Linked DNA regions of Mus musculus: region 2 is linked to region 1. A link is a contact called in public promoter capture Hi-C data. All regions are on one chromosome and are shown on one strand. The core of a region is the stretch at or near the end of the contact, and the rest is flanking DNA. Distances in the headings are between cores, read along the strand shown.

Evidence for each region. Promoter capture Hi-C pulls out the DNA fragments that hold promoters and counts their contacts.
Region 2: a promoter capture Hi-C map of erythroid cells shows a contact between it and region 1, with 13 times the contacts expected there. The contact joins the promoter of Adpgk here to the promoter of Wdr61 in region 1. A contact is called at or near these places in 1 of 39 promoter capture datasets (erythroid cells) and 1 of 484 Hi-C or Micro-C datasets (CD4 T cells).

The regions. Positions count from the first base shown.
Region 1 is chr9:54,733,195-54,735,982 of GRCm38.p6, reverse strand. It overlaps Wdr61 (WD repeat domain 61), which reads left to right and starts at 1,434. Exons shown (of 11, transcript NM_023191.3): 1 at 1,434-1,508.
Region 2 is chr9:59,290,187-59,292,974 of GRCm38.p6, reverse strand. It overlaps Adpgk (ADP-dependent glucokinase), which reads right to left and starts at 1,403. Exons shown (of 7, transcript NM_028121.2): 1 at 1,109-1,403. The coding sequence starts at 1,341.

The DNA of each region.
Region 1 (2,788 bases), core at 185-2,684:
GAACTTTGATAGAAAAATAATTATATTTTTATTTCTCTTAACTTCTAGCAGAAAGGTGATGTTTTTCTTGATCACATATGTGCACAATAAACCAGGAGGCATTAACAGTAATTGACTTGGTCACTAAATCAAACCACAGTATTGTTCCTATTTTATTACAACCACTGAAGATAATTCAAAGCATTGTGTATGTGTATTGATACTTTGAAATCACAGACGGTATTAGATCTGTTGAGCTCAGGTAGGTGTGTTATTATTTTGCATATTTATGGCTATTTTGATGGAATTATTTCCCTTTAATCCTATGTGGATATTGATCCATTTATAAATATTATTCTGAGGCAGGACTCATAGTCTTGATTGCATGTCAAAGACATTCATTGTACATAAGAGGCCTGTTATTCTTGCTTCACAGTAGACCATGCTAATGACCTCATGTGCTTGGTGCTCTGACAGTAGAGAGGTGAAAGGTAGGGGTTTAATATAGTCTTTGAACAAGCATATCTGGAGTTCACATCATAATTATTCAGTCACTGAAGAGCACACGAATAATTCAATGTCCAAATTCTACTGGAATTCTCTCAGTTCTCTGTTTGGCATCTTGAAACAGCACTCTGAGGTATTTTTCGGCTTTGAGTTTGAACGACAGAGTTATAGCCAGGCCTGGTAGTGCAGGCCTGTCACTCTAGAGATACTGGAGACTGAAGCAATAGAAGCAGGAATCCAAGGACTGCCTATGCTACAGAGTTACAGAGTAAGTTATAGGCCAGCCTAGGCAATTTATTGAGAACTTGTTTCTAAATAAATAAATAGATGGCTGGGATGTAGGCCAGCAGGAGCATGCTTGCCTAGCATAGGCAACATCCTGGGTTTGAATTTATGCGCTATTAAAAAAAAATATATAGGGAATGGCTCAGCAGATAAAAGTGGCCGCCTTCAAGCCTGATGACTTGGGTTCCATTCCTGGGCTCCACGTGACAGAGACAACTAAGACACTCAAGTTGTCTTCTGACCTCCATTTCTACACCATGACATGTGTGCACACTCCCATACGTGCACACAACTTTTAACAATATTAAAATGTGGCACTTTAAAAATTACAGAGCTAGGTTGTTTTAGAAAACCTTTATTGTAATGATTTTCGAGCTTTTTGCTGTGGGAGATGGGGGGCGAGGCTGGGCTGGAAAGGAGAAGGAAAGAAAAAGAGGACGAAGAAAAAGCGGGGAAAAAAAAAAAAAGAAAGAAAAAAAAACAGAAGAAAAAACGAACCCGGGAAGTCATCAGAGAAGCTTTCTGAAGCCTGTTAGCAGCAGGCTGCCCTAGGTACTCCCCGCCCACTCTCCCTGGCTCCACCCTCACCCCAACCCCGCACGCCAAGGCAGCAGGGGGGCGCTCTGCCGGTCCCGCCCGCATCCCAGGAGAGGCCCCGCCCCTTCGTTAGCTCATCCACGAGCGCCACGGTCGTGCTCCACTGACGTCAGGCGTGCTGTGCGGCTGGCTGTACGGTGGTGAGTTGGTGTGCTGGGCAGAGTTGGGGAATGGTGGTCTTTGGTGCTGTTGCCTACTAGGGCGAGAGGGCGACTGAACCGGGAGAGTTGGAGGCCACCACAGCAGGTTTGTTCACGGAGGCTCCAGGAGTCCAAGGGTGGCTTTCGTGACTCTATTTAACTTGGCTAGTCCGCGAGGCACGAGTCCCAAGGGCAGACAGAAGGCCCATAGGTGGACTAATTTTGCTCCCAGATAATGTTTTGTGCATCCCGGAAATGAGGGTTGGCTTCTTTGCGGGGTGGGGAGGGGAGTAGTTTCCCCTTAGATAGAGGACTCTGGGGAGGGGAGTAGTTTCCCCTTAGATAGAGGACTCTCTTAATACCAGTCCTATAGTAGTTAGCCACGCTGTTAGGTAGCAAGCTTCACGTCATTGAACACTAAGCAGAGAGTGAGTTCCTTTTATTTCAAGTACCATGTGGTATGGTGCGTTACAGACGTGCCTGAGAAACTTTCATAGACGCATGGGTTAGTCTCTGGGAAGCCTGAAGAAGGACCTTTAAATCCAGCCCCGATAACTGGAAATTTTCCTAAAGAGAGAGATGGCATAGAGGCCTCTTGGGATTCTCTTGGTTCTGAAATTACCTGTCATGAGACATGTCTTAGTAGTAGGAACTGTGTATTTACCTACGCTTCCGTCAGCTGCTCTAAGCCTCTCTCTTCTAGCCAGAAGAACGGAGCTAGTAAGAGTGCCTACTAAACGGCGTTAAGGAAGGTTCAGTGAGCTAATCTGTATAATAGTTAAAATAGGATCTGATGCAGTACGTCCTCAAAGGTTCAGCCTGATGGAACTGCACACCCTATTTTGAGGGTAGCTTTTTAAAAGTTGACTCCCTATAAACCTTCTTACTTGTAAAATTGTCGTTTTTCTCTATTGCCAAGTGTGAGGTTCGTATGGGCAGAGAGGAGGCAGTATCACTAAGAGGGCTGGTCTTCATGCAGTTTGTGTCTCAACTTGTTTGAGCCAAATTGTCAGGAGAGCTTTCTAGTCTGGGCAAGGTCCTGTTCTTGAGTCACAAATCAGTAACAGTCACAAGTCAGCACACCTGATTAAGATCTCTTAGGCCAGGACTATTTAGAAATCATGTGTCTGTCTGAGTTTCTGTTCTTGGTAAACATTTGTTAGTCTTTGGTTTGCATATTTGAAGCAGGTAGCATGAGCCCAGATGTCTGAGCTGTATGTACGGCCTGTTAAGTGAGGATGGAACTGAGGGGCTGTGAACATGGATTAGAAGACAATTCA
Region 2 (2,788 bases), core at 154-2,653, 4.6 Mb before region 1:
GCAGCACAGACCTGACTTCTTCCATACATATGCCCTCAGAGCCCAGCACACACCTGACATAGCTCCAAGAAAGATGATCAAGAACCTGATAAAGCCAGGTCTTTAAGCCCAGCACCAGGGAGGCAGAAGCAGCTGGTCCTTAGAGTTCGAGGTCAGCCTGGTCTACAGAGTGAGTTCCAGGAGAGCCTGGACTACACAGAGAAGCCCTGTCTTAAAGAAGAATAATTTAAAAATAAAACTAAACTAAAAAGACAAGAGAAAGAAAGAAAAAGGAAGCAAACAGATCAGATAATGATCTATGTTCTAATGATCTACTTACGTTCCAGACCAGCCAAGGAGGCTGTAGTTCAAAAAGGAACAACAGAAGCAACATTTAAAAAAAAAAAAAAAAAACCAACTCTAACCTAAAGAAAAACATACTAAAAAACTCGCTGATGCATAGTGCCCTTGACAAGACAAGAAAGCCAAGCCTAACTGGAAGAGGGACTAAGGTTAGTGTAAAAAAAATTGGATACATTTCTGTGAGTTTCACAAAGAAAGGAGATACTGTGATTTGAGAGAACCTTAAAAATATGAACTATCACTTAGTATGGGGAAGAAGGTAGTTTCGAGAAGGGCGTGCTAAACGCGAAAGGCGCAGAGTTCTGGTAAGGAATCCTTAACAAAAAATGTTGAATATGAAAATGAGCAGTCTTAGTAGAGTGGTCTTCAGACCGGATGACGTAAAGTCAACAGCTAGAGACAGAAGCATTTAGCTTTAAGTACGTTAGGAAGAGTGCTAAAAAAATAGGAAAACCATCGTGGCCACCTGAGAACAGTCGGCAAAAAAGGGCTGGAAGACAGACAACAGAGTAACCTCAAAAATTACAAGTGACAGGCTGAGTTGAATTTCTAAGAAGCTATGAGAGCTGCTTTTACAGGGAGCAGGGCCAACCGGGTGGAAATATGCTGACTATCCCTGCAGCGATGACGGAAAAAGGCTCGTCTCACGCGTCCGACACTTTCGCCCAGAGGGCAACCCAGACACCACCGAGTCCCGGGCGGACCCCGGAGCGCGCGCACTTCCCGGGGAGGCCCAGAGCCGCAGGCAGGCCCCGCAGGCACTCACCCCACAGCCACGCGGCGCCAGCGCCGGGCGGGCTGCGCGATGAGGGCGTCCCAAGCGGCTGCCAGCCGGCTCTCCGGGGACAGAGGTCCCACGGGCACTGGCGCGGGTCCCAGCCTCAGGGAGCTCCAGAGCGAGCGCAGCGCCGTGCCCGGCAGCTCCGGCTCCAGCAGGAACACGCAGCCCACGGCCAGCGCCAGGAAGCCGGCGCACGCAGAGCCGCGCCACAGCGCCATGTGCACACACCGCCGCACCGGTGGCTACAGGATCCTTTCTCGGCTCGCGCCTCCTCCCAGCTGGGCGCGTGCTGACGTAGACGTGCGTAACGTCACACCCGCGCGCCACAGGCTCTTCCTCCCGATGGGCGGAGCTACGACGGAACTGCAGCCCCAGTTATGGGTGGAGCTATGGGTGGGCTGGAGGCGGGACGACGACAGGGCTGGCGTTGGGGGTTCGCTCTGTTTAAGTCTTGGCGCTGGCGCTGGGCGACGCTGTTGTGCGATTCTGTCCTTGGATGAACAAAGGCAGTAGTGTGGTTCCCAATCCGTACACGTCTTCCCGATATTCACTGATAGCCTGAGATAGAGTGTGTGTGTGTCCGGGGTGGGGGCGAGAGAATACTTTTACTTCCCTAGTAAGATAAGACATGCAGATAACGAAGAAGCAGCAAACCTCGCGATTAGAGTAGTCGGTCTCCCATTGACAACGAGCCACGCTGTTGTCTCTTAATCCGTCCCTCCGCCAGTGTTTGACCTCCATGGTTTTACTAGGCCGGTTCCTTTCTAAGTCTGGTGCAGTGGCGAGGCGGAGGGTGCACGACGATGGGAAGGGCTTCCCGCGAGAGGAATCTGCTCAGACCCTAGTGGTGCTGGGCACGGGGAGTCCACCTCTTGAGATTTTCAGCTAGTCAAAGGCTTCCGCTAAGACTGAAGCGATCTTGTTCAATCTAGAGATCAGATTTAACACTCAGACCCCTTAGATAACCCTTTCGGAGGTGGTGTTCCTTTGAACAACCCCAGAGTAAGCCGCAAAGGGATACAATCATGTGTACAGTATGGAAGGACTATAGACTCGAGTTTTTAAATCCTGGTTTAGTTGTTCCGGGTGATACTACAGAAATCCAGCCCTTCCTCCTTTGATGTGACGGTTCTATGTGAGAGGGTAGGTTAAGAGGCAGGAAAGCTAGGCTTGATGTCCAGTTCATTCTCAGCCTCATCTAGCCTGGCCTATTTCTATTTTGCTAGTTCTGCTAGCTCCTGACCAATTTTCTACTCTGTCTATAATTTTTGAACTTGTTAATAGAAATGTGTTTCCCTGGCTTTGATCTTGGACGTTATCTCCCACCCCCACCCCCAGTATCCAAAGTGTTTCTGTTATGGCTCTCAGCTGTTAACTGGCCAGAGACTGGTTACTAGCCCAGACTAGCCTCAAGTTCACTGCGTTGTCAAGGGTGACTTTGAACTTTTTTTAAAAAGATTTATTAATTTATTATATGTAAGTACACTGTAGCTGTCCCCAGACACTTTTTTCTTCTCGCTCAGACCCCCGGAGCAGTCAGCGTTCTTAACCGCTGAGCTATCTCTCCAGCCCCAACTTTGAACTTCTGATCCTCTTCCCTCTAGCTCCTGGAATTACAAATGTGTATCTCTGTGTCTGGTGCTCAGGGAGGAAGGGAAGGTCTTA